Linked DNA regions of Pan troglodytes: region 1 is linked to region 2. A link is a contact called in public HiChIP or PLAC-seq data. All regions are on one chromosome and are shown on one strand. The core of a region is the stretch at or near the end of the contact, and the rest is flanking DNA. Distances in the headings are between cores, read along the strand shown. Region 1 holds the start of PDLIM2 (PDZ and LIM domain 2). Region 2 holds the start of PPP3CC (protein phosphatase 3 catalytic subunit gamma).

Region 1 (6,584 bases), core at 2,212-4,711, 140 kb before region 2:
CCTGGCTCGGGGATCTCCTGGCATTCCCGATCTGTGACTCACTGCAATGCCCCACCCCAGGGAGCCACCTGTTCCCCCTATAGCTTGGCCTCCAGGCCCCACCCTGGCCCCACCTTGGCTTATAGGCTCAAAACCCTAGGAGTAACCCAGGATCGGGCATCTGCCTTCAGTGATGGGGAGGAACAGACAGGCTCTATGAGGAATGAGCCCCCCACGTCCTCACTTCCACCTGGGAACTAAACAAATGCCATGCCCTGTTGGAAGCAGGAGTCCTGGGGATGCAGCCTCGGGCATACCTTTCCCAGAAGTTTCCCCTCTTCAACCCACTTCATGCCCACACCCTGTGCCCTGCACACTCTTGGGAACCAGTCAAACCCGGGCTTCAAGGTGGCTGGTGCCAGCTCACCCTGCCCAGCCTGTGACTGCACGCCCAGCCTGGCGCCCACCTTTACCCAACCAGGCATGGGAACACCCCTCAGCCCACCCTGCTGCAGGAAGCAGAGCCCAGGACCTTCTCACCAAGGTGTCGAGAGGGCCCAAGAAGGCCGCTTTAGGGCTGAGCTCTAGCCCATGGGCAGGAGCAAGGGCTGCTCAATGCGTGGGGTGGTGGAGGAGGGGGAATGCCACAGGCTCTGCAGAGCGGGAGGCCCTACCGGTCCAGCTGCAGCCGCAGGGGCGAGGGGCTCTGGCGGATCTTGCTCTGGGCCTCAGCATGCAGCATGCCCTCCGCGCTTTCCCCGTTGATGGCCACGATTATGTCTCCAGGCCGGAGGTCAGCGTCCTTGGCTTTGCCCCGCTCGGCCACCTGTAGGGATGAGGAGCTGGCATGCTCAGACCGTGGCCCAGCTGGAGAAGGGACTTCCCACTCTGCTACCCAAGAAACACAGAGGCTGGCTTGGCCCAGGCCGGCCTGCACCCTCCTGCATGCCCCTCTGCCTGCTCATGACACCCAGCTGATCAGCCGTCCCCTCCAGGAGCGCAGGTGGCAGCCCCCACCCCACACTGGCATTCTAATGGGCCTCCCAAAGAATGTGCAGCGGCAGAATTTCGGGAACTGTGCTTGGAAATACTTTTGGATAGAGAGCCTTGCCCGTGCAAATCGCACCTTGCAGGTGGCTGCCTGCACAGCCCTCCTGTGAACGATCCCAGCCTGGGCCCAGGTCAAGAGGAGACTGCCAAGAACTCCGGGGCTCTTGTTCTAGTAATCACCCAAAATGGCTGCCTGCAAGTGTGGGGATAGCAACTGGGGAGGCAAGAGCCGGCCCTGTCCTGGTCCCAGCTCCCTTTCACTCCCAAGGTCTGTTCCTGAAGTGGCCACCACATCCCCGTGGCAAAGGGCCCCAGCTCCCTTACAGCCAGCATGCCAGGCAGCAGCAGATCCCTGGCTCCAGAACAGAAAAAGCAAGCCATCTGTGCAGAGTGGGGTGAACAGGGCCGACCTCGCTTCTGGCAGGACCTTCTCATCTCTTTGAGCCACCATCCTTACCTTAGTCACCATGATGGGTGTGTGGAAATCCCTGCCCCCTGTGATACGGAAGCCCCAGGGCGCTGGCCCGGCCACATCCACCGTCAACGCCATACCTGAGGAAGAGAGGACCAGGAGGTGAAGTCCATGCCCCTAGCCGGCTCTGGGGGCACTGTAAGGCAGCAGGAGAGGAGCCAAAGGGAGAAGGAGAGGGCACCACAGCTCCCGGAGCAGCTACTCAGGGGCTTTGGGGTGGGTAGAGGAAGTGGCTAACTCCCTCCCTCAGCCTGGTTTCACTTCCCCCCACCCTGGGAAGCCATGCTTCTGGGTTCTCCCTTCCTTAGTCTTCAGCCCAGGGAGCGACTCCCAGGAGGGGGCTGCCCAGGCTGCCAGGCAGGGGGCTTGCTGGAGCATGGGGGGCAGGGGCTGGCAAGTGGAGGGGATGCCAGCACCTCCTTAGTCTCCCCTCCTCCACCATCAGGGCTCAGTCCCACTAGCGCTTGCTTCCTGTCCCCAAAACCCACAGCACACGGTACTTCCTCTCCACTCTGGGGGAGGGCTGGTGAGTGGCCTAGGGAGAGCAGGGCTCAGGAAGCAGGAGTGACGGGTCAAGGAACAGGCTGGCACCAGTACAGACTGTGTAAGTCACTGGCCAGGTGAAGGACTGGTGGGGTGAGGCCGAGTCTTCACATGGGCCTCCTAGCTGCCCACCTCGTTCTTGGCAAAGTGGATCACACGGGCAAGACCGGGCTCCCCACCTCCCCCAGGGGCCGGCTGCCAGGGCAAGGAGGCCAGGGTTCATCTGTCAAGCTGGACACACCCACCCCCAGATTCCTGATGCTGCCCGACAGACAGCCGGGGTGACAGGCCTCCCATCCACAGCCCCTCCGCTGGGCAAGGAAGTGCCCTTGCAGACAGACCCCTGTGGGATTTCCTGAGCCTCTAGCTCTGGAGCCAGGAGCCAACCCAGGCAGGAAGCCGCGGTGCCAGGCTGGGCACCACCCTGCCCAGCACCCATCCTGGGGCTGCCCCGGGGACGCAAGTGCTGCGAGAATCTATCAAGAGTACCAGCGGTCTGTCCGCTCCATCCCCGGCTGCCTTCCCCTTGGGCCCAGGCCTAGCCTCTGTTCCCAGCACCGCCCCCACCCCAGTCCCCGAGGCCGGCTCGCGGCCGCCCCGAGATTCCCAGACCTTTGAGCCGGTCAGTGGACTCCGCGCTGCGGGCGCCGCGGGGAGGTGCCCAGCCCGATGGCCCGGCTCTACCAGTTCTGGAGCCTCCTTCGCTCCGAGGGCAAAGTACCCTGCGGGCTGGGGGCTGGAGGAGGAGCGCTCCGGCCGGGGAGAGCGCAGCTCGCGGGGGCGCCCCCGCTGATGCGAGGCTCCAGGGAGCTGGGCCGCGGACGAGGCCAGGGTTCCGCGCCGACAGGGGCGCGGAGAGGAGCCCGGCGCCGGGGAGGGCGGGCCGCGCGGAGAGGCGCAGGTGGGCGCGCTCACCTGGCTGCCGCTCACCTGTCCGGCTGGGCGCCCAGGCCCGGGAGGGAGGGAAGGCGAGGAGACGCCACCGCTCCCGCTGCCGTCTACCCGACTCTGGGGAGAGCCCGCCCGGGGCTCCTGGACCTGCCTCCGCCCATGTGATCCCGGGGCCGCCCCTGCCGCCGCCCCTAGCCCGAGAAGCCGCCGCCTCCGCGCGGCGAGCCCAGGCGCTGCCACCTGGCCCGAGCCCGCCGGGGGGATGAGGCAGGCTGTCCCCAGGGCCCCCTGCAGGCTGCGACCGTCCAGCCAGTGGTGCCCGCATCCTCCCCGGAGCGCCCGCAAGCCCCCGACTGCCCGGAGCACAGCAGAGCCGGTCCAGGGACTGCCCCGCGCCCCACTTCGCAGACGATCGAGGGGGCAGCCCCATAAAGCTCTCCCACGCCGGCCGCGCTCTCCCGCCCCGCATCCCCAGGTCCTGGGCAGGGTGGGCTGCCTGGGTGTGTCTGCGGTCCGCCTGGCTCCTCCACCCACTCCAGGCTGGGAGGCTGGCGCAGATGCGGCCTTGACACCCACAAATCCCAAACCAAGGCCACCCTCCTCCCCGCCAACTCCCTTCCTGAACGCTGGCTTCTCGGCAGCGCAGAACTTCTCTGCCTGGAATGCCCGCAAAGGGGGACCCGCAGGGGCCCTAGGAGATGCAGAGAGCCTCCTGGCTAGGGGTTCACTGGGCACCCCCACCCCTGGGCTGGTACCTTCCCGTTCCCGTGGGCCCTCACCTCATCCTCTCTGCAGGTCTTCACCCCCCTTCCTGCCCCCTCCCTTGTCCTCTTTCAAGCACCTGAAGCCCAGGCTATAAGGATGAGGACAGGGCAGCCAAGGAGGGGACCCCGGTGCCAGCTCAGGGAGGAGAAGCCGTACCTGGCAACCCTCTCTCCGGGGACCTCAAGGCCATAGAGCCGCCTCTCATTGGGTCTCCACTTGGCCTCTGGCTGCCAGGCTGCTGTGTTTTCAGGGGATCACACCTGTGGGCGCAGCTGTGCTTCGCCTGCCTCAGGTGTGACTCATTCCCTCCACGCTCACTCTGTGAAGAGTGCCCTCCCCACGCCCCTCACCTGTCTGTGCCCGTGTCTCAGCCTCCTTGCGTTCACTCTGGCCCCCCTCCTCCCACAGACTGTCCTGGGTGTGTGTAAACTCCTCTCCCACTGGCTGGTCTCCGGCCTCCCGGCATGACCACCTGGCCTGATGCACTTGCTCTGCCTCCCTGACTAGACTGGAAGCCCCTTGAGGGGAGAGGCAACTACAGGCAGGGTGAGCACAGCCCCGGGGGCACACAGACCTAGCCCCAAGTGCACAGCTGCGTCTCACCGGCTGTGTGACCTTCAGCAACCTCCTCGGCTCCTCCGGGCCTCAGTTTCCCCATGTGGAAAATGGGGATAATGTGCTGCTTACCGTCTTGTTGTAAAAATTGCTTGGCCACAGGCAAAAGCCAAGGATGGCACAGAGGTGTCAAACAGAGTCCCTGCCTCAAATGGGGTGGGGACTTCTGGGAAGGGACCCAAAGGAAGGGAAGTTCATCCATTCAATTCTTCCACACAATCATTCCAATAACATTCATTCAGTGAATACTGAGTGCCAGGCACCGTGCTTGCCTCTGGGAATGGAGAGTGAATCAAACACAAGCCCATCATTTCCTCAGAGAGCCCCTCCTGCATGCCTTGGACAGACTCTACAAATAGCCCCAGGTTCATCTGGCAGGGCTTTCTGATGGGTGGGTTGTGAATTTACAAAACCCACCACAGAGACAAGTCAGCGAACCCAGGCAGGGCACGCCTCTGTGGCATAGAAGGGGACATGTCCTGCTCATAGCCTCTCTGTGGCCCTAGGTAAGCCACGTCACTGCCCTCCCCTCTCTCATGGGTGAGCCATCTCCAGCGGCCTCTGATCCTCCCTTCACCTCCCCAATCAGGCCAGGTCGAGGCACAGAAGCATCTTTCAGGCAGGACCGTGGTGCAGGCAGCCCAGGGTCGGAGGGTTTGTTAGCTGCGGGAAGTGCCAGCGCTCCATCAAAGAGAGGGCATGGAGTTGATCTCTGTCCCAGGGAGAGGAGGCCTCAGCCCTGATATGTTTTATGAGGGAATCAGGGAGTTCATGAAAAAAGAGCTGGGATGGGGGAATGGCAACCAGGCCAGTGGGTTCTGAGGAATGGTTGTTTCCAGGCCAGGATGGGCTGGACCTGCCCATTTAGAACCAAACCAGGGTGAGGATGGAGGTGGATGGAGGACTCGTTCTTCCAGCTGCTGTTGAACCCCTGCTGGGTCAGGCCGCACCCAGGTTCAAGAAACCAGCCAGGGCTAGGCCACTGCCCTGTCAACCACGAGCCCCTCCCCTCTGTCCTGACAGAACTGGGCACCACCACCTTTCACTCCAGCCACCACCTCTTCACACCTGTCTCAGGTGACAGGCCTAGAAGACAGGATTCCCAGGAAGAACATAAAAGCGGCCCAACCTGGGCCGCCCTAGAGAAGTCCCTGACCTCACACATGACCTTCCTTCTCCAAGGGCCTGGACGAGGGCCCTGGACGAGGGCTGCCTGGGCATTTGGTAGATTTAAGGAAGTGAGGTGGACCTGACTTCAGCATTTAATAATGATGTGAGCTAGACAACTTTATTTCTCAGAGGCTGGGTCTCTCCCCCTGTAAAATGGAATCATGACCTGCCATCGTGAGGCTCATGTTAGGTAACACACGGAGAGGCCCTGGTGCCCTGCTCACCTCTCAGCAGCAGCCGAGAAACGGAGCTTCCTTTCTTGGCAGAGTGGCCATGCCTGGACTGTGCCACCACTGCCACCCCACAGGGACCTGCAAGCTCCAGGACTATAAAACCTTGTTCAAGGTTGGGCGCGGTGGCTCACGCTTGTTATCCCAGCACTTTGGGAGGCCGAGGTGGGTGGATCACCTGAGGTCAGGAGTTCGAGACCAGCCTGGCCAACATGTGAAACCCCATCTCTACTAAAAATACAAAAATTAGCTGGGCATGGTGCCGCAACCCTGTAATCCCAGCTACTCAGGAGGCTGAGGTGGGAAAATTGCTTGAAGCCGGGAGGCAGAGACTGCAGTGAGCCGAGATCGGGCCACTGAGCTCCAGCCTGGGCGAAAGAATGAGACCCCATCTCACACAGAAAAAAAACAACAAAAAACAAACAAACAAACAAAACACCCTTGTTCAAGAGGAGTTTTGGCTGGCTGTGCCTGACCACTCCCAGCTTCCCGCAAAGGATTGCTCAAAAGCCTGAGCCCAAAGAGGAGAATAAACACACACACACACACACACACACACACACACACACACACACACAAGGGCTTCGGTGTGGAAACAGAGCACACAGAAGGAAAACAGCAGAATAGTTAGAAATGTCATCTAGCCCAGCAACCCCACGGTGGCAGCTCCAGAATCAAAACAGTCTGCAAACAAGGCCACATTCAGTCCCCCATCTCTGGTGTCTCCCTGCTACCAGGGCCTGGCACTGTTCATTCTCCCAGCACTTCTTGCCACACAGCTGCCCAATTGTGGGGGCTGCCGCAACCTGCCTGACACCCAAGGGCAGAGATCTTTGGAGGTAATAATGGTGTTTTTCCATCCTCCTCCT
Region 2 (6,630 bases), core at 3,771-6,270:
TTGAATTCTAAGAGAAAGGGAGAAATGTATCAGCACCTTACTAAAAAGAAATCTGACTTTTCTGTTAAACCCCATCTGGCCATCAAGTAACAAAATAAGACAATGGATTCTCTATATTTGTCATGTAATTCCTACTGAAATTTCCTTGTTGCTTCTGAAAAGATTCATTCCAGGGAAATAAACTGCTTTTATAAAAATCACTGTCAAAGAAAAAACATGTCCTTAAACAGGAAAAGGAACTTGGAAACTAGAAAAAAAAATAAAGCAGACAGAATATCACAATTTAATCATTTGGATTCCTAGTTCTCTGGCTCAGATACCAGTCATGGTGCCCCAGTGCATATAAACTGCTCTAAAGGCTCACAGAAATGCTACTTTTAAAGCAAAGAAGAAATGAATGAGCAACCTACTAGGGCTCATTGCAGATGGCACTCAATAAACATTTAATGAATGAGTAAAATCATAAGAAGGTTTAAACATAAAATAAACACCTTCAACAGATAGAGAAGAAATCTGCTGCCTAGGGAGTACCAGACAGAACTGTGCTGATCTCTTCACATTGTTACCGACGAGATTTCACCCACATATCCATTATGCTGTAGAATAGGTATTCACCTGACTAGGAATAGTTTTGTAGCTTATAATTTCACATACTTTCTGATATTTTCAAATGTTAATGATATCTCTACTAACCACTTCTGTAGTAAGCGATCTATTACCAACCTATTATCACGTCTCAAAGAACTACCTTAACTTGACCTTTTCACATGCTTTATGTCACTTGCATGACCCAGGCTTGACAGGGAAGGTATTATTAACCCTATTTTACAGATGAGTTTTTTTTTTTTTTTTTTTTTTTGGCTTGAGACTGAGTTTCACTCTTGTCGCCCAGGCTACAGTACAGTGGCACAATCTTGGCTCACTATAGCCTCTGCCTCCTGGGTTCAAGTGATTCCCCTGCCTCAGCCTCCCAAGTAGCTGGCATTACAGGTGTGAGCCACCACACCCAGCCACATCCTTCAATTTAAGAAAGCTGCTATTTAAAGGACACCTAAAATACAAACCTCTCCCACATACCCACTCTTCTCCAAAATTTGCTCAAACAGAACAATTAGGTACACTTTAAAGTTAACAGGAAATGACAGAAACAAAAATAGCTGGGGTGTGGTATCACCTCTGAAAAAGCTTTCAAGCTGTGAATAAATGCAGACAGCTGTGACTAAACAAGATAGCATCAGACCAGGGTTTAGTACCCGTTACAATGGACCTTAGCTATGCACATGTGACACCTCATTTTCTTCAACTATTTCAAACTCTGGAAAACCCTGAAAAAAGCACCATAAGTCATCATGAAGCCACAAATGCTGTGGTCAAGCTCTTATGCCGAAGTTTTTATATAGGAGAGAAATCCATACATTCTAAGGACCTGAAATTATTTCTATTTCATTTATTTAAGAGCAGTCTTAAAAGTACACAATATTCGGTAATTAATTTTGGTAAAGAACAAATTTGCATCCTGCAGGATATGATGACAGTGTTTATTTAATAATAAGCATGCGTAGCAATAAACCAGCCCCTGCATTTTTTTTTTTTTTTTTTTTTAGAGAGAGTTTCACTCTGTTGCCCAGACTGGAATGCAGTGGCACCATTTTGGCTCACTGCAACCTCCGCCTCCCGGGTTCAAGCAATTCTCCTGCCTCAGACTCCCAAGTAGCTGGGATTACAGTGCCCGCCACCATGCCCAGCTAATTTTTGTATGTTTAGTAGAGATGGAGTTTCGCCATGTTGGCCAGGCTGGTTTCGAACTCCTGACCTCAGTGATCTGCCTATATGGGCCTCCCAAAGTGCTGGGGTTACAGGTGTGAGCCACCATGCCTGCCCCTAGCCCCTGCATTTTAACTTTTTTATTTTATTCCATTTTATTTTACAATATTTATTACTATATTTAAGGGTCATTTAAGATTTTTAATCTTCTTTTGATCTTATGGCATGTTATGGTGGAAATTACATGGCACAATGGTGATTTGATTGTGAGATTCCTGAGGGCTGCACTAAGCTTCACTAAGATCCTATTTATTCTGACTTGACCCACAGTTCTGGCTTATCTGGTTTCCCTGCCTACTTCAGCTAAGACGTAGCAGATTAGAAAGCAGTTAAGGGCATATTTTGACAAAAAACAATACTGGAGAGAGAAACTAAAAGCAAACAAAACACTGAACTGGTATAGCATTGCGAAGTCATTTCAGTACAGGACGAAACTGCTAACAACTTTATACAGCAGAACGCACCGGCCATATTAACAGCACAGTACAGAAATTAATGTACATAATGACCTTGATTCCTCAAAAAAGGTTATGTTAAGTACACTCCGAATCTTAAGAGAGGGCTATATACTTCTTATAGGCTATACACTAATAATATGAAGACACATTTAAATGGTCACAATAATTTAGCTGTTCAGGGGATAATGTCAGTTAGATGAACAATTCAGTTAAACCTCTAACGATAGCATACAAATGCTAAGCAGATAAATCTCAAAAATCCCATTATAATTATGTAGTACAGATAATTAACATTTATGAGGCTGATTTGGGGAGAGAGGGGGGAAACCTAAGTTATACACTAAAATTCTTCCCCCTCCCTGAACACGCCATAAGGCGTTTCACCCTTTAAAAATGTATTCCCGTCACTAGTATTAGTTGCCTTTCTCCTTCTAATACCAAAATGAAAAAGAAGAAAAGTATCTTAATAATTTTCCCCACTGTCACGCTAACCCCTGCATCCAGAGGCCACTAACACAGCTGGTCTAAGTCTATTCCCTTCTTACAAAATAGCGCTTTCAAACCGATTGTTAATCTCAGAGAGAAGGGTTGTGCCTAAGACTTACGGCTGAATAAAAGCAGCACATAAATTAGTGGTTATGTGTAATCCATCTTCTTAGTTTAAAGGCAGAAACAACTATAACCTAAAACTCTACAAGATTTAGAAAGCAAAGAGCCCTTTACATTTTGTTCTTATAACAACAACAGAAATCTAACGCAGGTACACATATGAATCAGAAAACGTCATTCTCCAAGTCTTTATAACCAAAGGGAAAATAAAATACCATTACCCTGTCAAGAGCTCCGTAAACTTATTTTAAACATCATATAATGGATTTATCTGACTTGCTCATACTAAGTTTATTCCAGTAATAGCAGTGACTTGCAATGATCTAGAGAAAGCGGGTCAAAAGGCACATGGTATACGTCCTAAAAAAGGGTGGGGGGCGGATGTCAAGAAAGATCTAATCTTAAATATCTTACTTGGAAGAGTCGACTCCCTGCTCACACCACCCCTGATGGCTTCCCCCGAGTCGTTTCTTAAAGAGAAAAAAAGACAGGGATCCGGGCCCTTCGGGGCGGTGGGAGAAGTCCCCACTGCACCCTGAACCCTTCGGGAGGGAACTTGGCACTGACGGCCAGGCACCTGACCAGGTGCAGCAGAAAACGCCGGGTCCGGGGGGCTGCTCTCGGAGGCTGCCGCCCGGCCCTGTCTACACCCCTCCGAGCCCTCCTAGGGTGGGCGCAGCCCGGCCCCAGCCTCCCTCCGCCCCGAGCCGCCGCCCAGCCGAAGGCCGTTTCCCGCGGGTCCCAGAGGAAGGCCCGGCCCGCCAGGCACCTTTGATGACGCGGTCGGTGGTGGAGAGGTGGAAGCGCCTCCCGGACATGGTCCCCTCGGCCTCCTCCAGGCTCCAGGAGCCCGCCGGACGTGCGCCTACGCCGCGGCCGCCGCCTTCTCCTCGGGCAGCCTCAGCTGCCCGAAGCCGTCAGCCAGCCGTGCCCGGCCCCGGCTCCTCAGCGGTGTCCGAGCACCAGAAGGGCGCGGCCGCCGCAGCGCGGGCCTCCGACGCCACTGACAGGACGCGGGCCCACCGGCCGCTCTCTTGGGAGGCGCCAGCGGCTAAGGCGGGGAACACCGCTTCGGCAGCGACCGCGACCGCTGCTAAGGGTGGCGACCGGGGCGGCAGCGGCTGCTCGCGGCCCGGGCCCTCGTGCGCGCAAGCGCGCCCCCGAGCGCCGCTCTCACAACTTCCCAGCGGCCCCGCTGTCCTAGCGGACCCGGCCGGGCCTCCCGCCCCGAGCGCCGCCCTCCCCACCCTTCCGCCTTCCCGGGAGGCCGTAGAGCTCGGCGCACGCGCTGCTCTCGGCTCCTCCGGCTCCGGGTCCCTGCTGCTAACCGCCCATTTTCGCTTCTTCTCAGCCAGCCCTCCCCGCAGCCGGCCCCTTCTCTCCTGCCAGCCCCTACCCGGGCCCGGAACATCTGAAACCCGCCCGCGTGGCCCGCGCGACCCGCGCGGGAGGCCGGCCCGGCCATCTTGCGACCCGGCCCTGCGGCCTCGCAGCCGCTCCGCGCCGCCTCCTGGGACCGCCTCGCCGAGAACCCCTGACCTCCCAGTCCTCGCCCACAGGCGACCACCCTCCTCACCTCTGGGTCTCCCACCCGCTTTGTCTCAAGGAGTGTGATCAGTCCGGCCGCGCTCCTTCAGTTTTTGTGGATCATTCAGCAAACGCACACATTTAAACCCCCTCGCTTCATCTTTCCCGCTTGTTGAGTGCAGTTAGTACAGTGAGAAGGACATTCGTGTCCATCCTAGTTCCAGTCCAGTAGCTAGGGCGGTGGAGGATTGGGGGAGCTCCGTTTCTGAGCAAGGCTCTGCTCCCTCCTCACTTTCCACATCGAAGAGAAGGGAGATCTCTGCTCCTGGGACCCCCGGGCCGGACCTCCTCGGCCACAAGAACTGACCTCTTCCTATGCCCTGTGTGTCACCTGCCCAGCTAGAAGCCCCCTTTTTCTTCCCCCTGACACAGTACCTGCCTCCCCGGCCCAGGCTCACTGTGGAACCCCATGGGCAAGTCCGTAGAAACTTAACAGTCTGTTCATCTCGAGGTTGAAAACTAACCTTTATCTGTCCTTAAAACTGTAAGCCTAGAACAGAAACAGGCTCCAACTGTCCTCTCACTGAGTAACTGGCAAAGTCAAAAGGATTTTGACTTTTAGCAATGCAAATGAAATATTGAAACTGATGTCCAATAAAACATATGCAAGTTACAGGCAAAACCAGTCTTAACAATTACCGCAGTGACCAATAAGTAGTTACATGTAGCTATGTAAATTTAAATTAATCCCGTTCCTCTAGGGGACTAGCCACATTTCAAGTGTTCAAGAGCTACATGCGGCTACCTTATTGGACATCCAGAAAATTCTACTGGACAGCTGCTAGGTAAAAGATTATAGGATTAAGCGTAAATCTCCAATAATATGGATTTATGTATAGGCGGTCTGGGGATATATAGTGGAATCAGACCCTGAATTATCCCTTGGAATTTTGACCATAGCTCTTTGATGGTAACCGCAGGAGGCAAAAGGACTTTAGGAGCCGACTAGAATTTGGTTTTCGTTTTCATGATCCTTGAGTCTTCCACCCAAGAGAATTGTTCAGATATCCTGGGGAAACTCTTCATTTAAGAAGTAACCAGAACTCCACGCCTATCAAATCATACCCCTGGGTCAGAGGCTAAAATTCATCTGGAAGAACCTCAACAGGATAGCTAAAAATAAAAAGTTTAAGAAAACATTGCGGGCCGGCAAAAAAGAAAAAAAAAGACCGGGTGGGGTGGCTCACGCCTGTAATCCCAGCACTTTGGGAGGCCGAGGTGGGTGGATCACGAGGTCAGGAGATCGAGGCCATCCTGGCTAACACGGTGCAACCCCGTCTCTACTAAAAATACAAAAAATTAGCCGGGCGTGGTGGCAGGTGCCTGTAGTCCTAGCTACTTGGAAGACTAAGGCAGGAGAATGGCGTGAACCCGGGAGGCGGAGCTTGCAGTGAGCCGAGATCGCGCCACTGCACCACTCCAGCCTGGTCGATAGAGCGAGACTCCGTCTCAAAAAAAAAATAAAATAAAGAAAGAAAGAAGGAAAGAAAGAAAAAACATTGCGGGCCGGGCAAGGTGGCTCACGCCTGTAATCCCAGCACTTTGGGAGGCCAAGGCAGGCGGATCACCTGAAGTCAGGGGTTTGAAAACAGCCTGGCCAACGTGGTGAAACCCCGTCTCTACTAAAAATACAAAAATTAGCCTAGCGTGGTGGCACATGCCTGTAATCCCAGCTACTCGAGAGGCTGAGGGAGGAGAATCGCTTGAATCCGGGAGGCGGAGGTTCCAGTGAGCCAAGATTACGCCCCGGCACTCCAGCCTGGGTGACAGAGCGAGACTGTCTCCAAAAAGAAAAAGAAAAAGAAAACGTTGCAGGCCGGGCACAGTGGCTGATGCCTGTAATCCCAGCACTTTGGAAGGCTGAGGTGGGCGAATCACCTGAGGTCACGAGTTTGAGACCAGCCTGGCCAACGTGGCAAAAACTCATCTCTGCTAAAAATACAAAAATTAGCTGGGCGTGGTGGTGGGCGCCTGTAGTCCCAGCTACTCGGGACGCTGAGGCAGGAGAATCGCTCGAACCCGGGAGGCGGAGGTTGCAGAGAGCCAAGATGGTGCCACCGCATTCCAGCCTGGGCACAGAGACAGACTCCATCTATCTCAAACACAAAACCAAAAAACCCCACAAATACTAACTCGTTCAATCCTCACACCA

What was found. HiChIP or PLAC-seq counts read pairs in DNA pulled down with a chosen protein or histone mark.
Region 1: a contact with region 2 is called in an H3K4me3 HiChIP or PLAC-seq map of stem cell-derived excitatory neurons, with 2.4 times the contacts expected there. The contact joins the promoter of PDLIM2 here to the promoter of PPP3CC in region 2. A contact is called at or near these places in 4 of 7 Hi-C or Micro-C datasets (induced pluripotent stem cells, a lymphoblastoid cell line and stem cell-derived neural progenitor cells), 1 of 1 datasets of contacts at active chromatin or transcription factors (stem cell-derived excitatory neurons) and 1 of 1 other capture datasets (stem cell-derived neural stem cells).

Annotation. Positions count from the first base shown.
Region 1 is chr7:30,904,692-30,911,275 of NHGRI_mPanTro3-v2.0_pri, reverse strand. PDLIM2 (PDZ and LIM domain 2) reads right to left here and starts at 3,461. Exons shown (of 9, transcript XM_016959209.3): 1 at 2,657-3,461; 2 at 1,487-1,581; 3 at 654-805. The coding sequence starts at 3,404.
Region 2 is chr7:30,767,472-30,774,101 of NHGRI_mPanTro3-v2.0_pri, reverse strand. It overlaps PPP3CC (protein phosphatase 3 catalytic subunit gamma), which reads right to left and starts at 5,020. Exons shown (of 14, transcript XM_063816938.1): 1 at 4,468-5,020.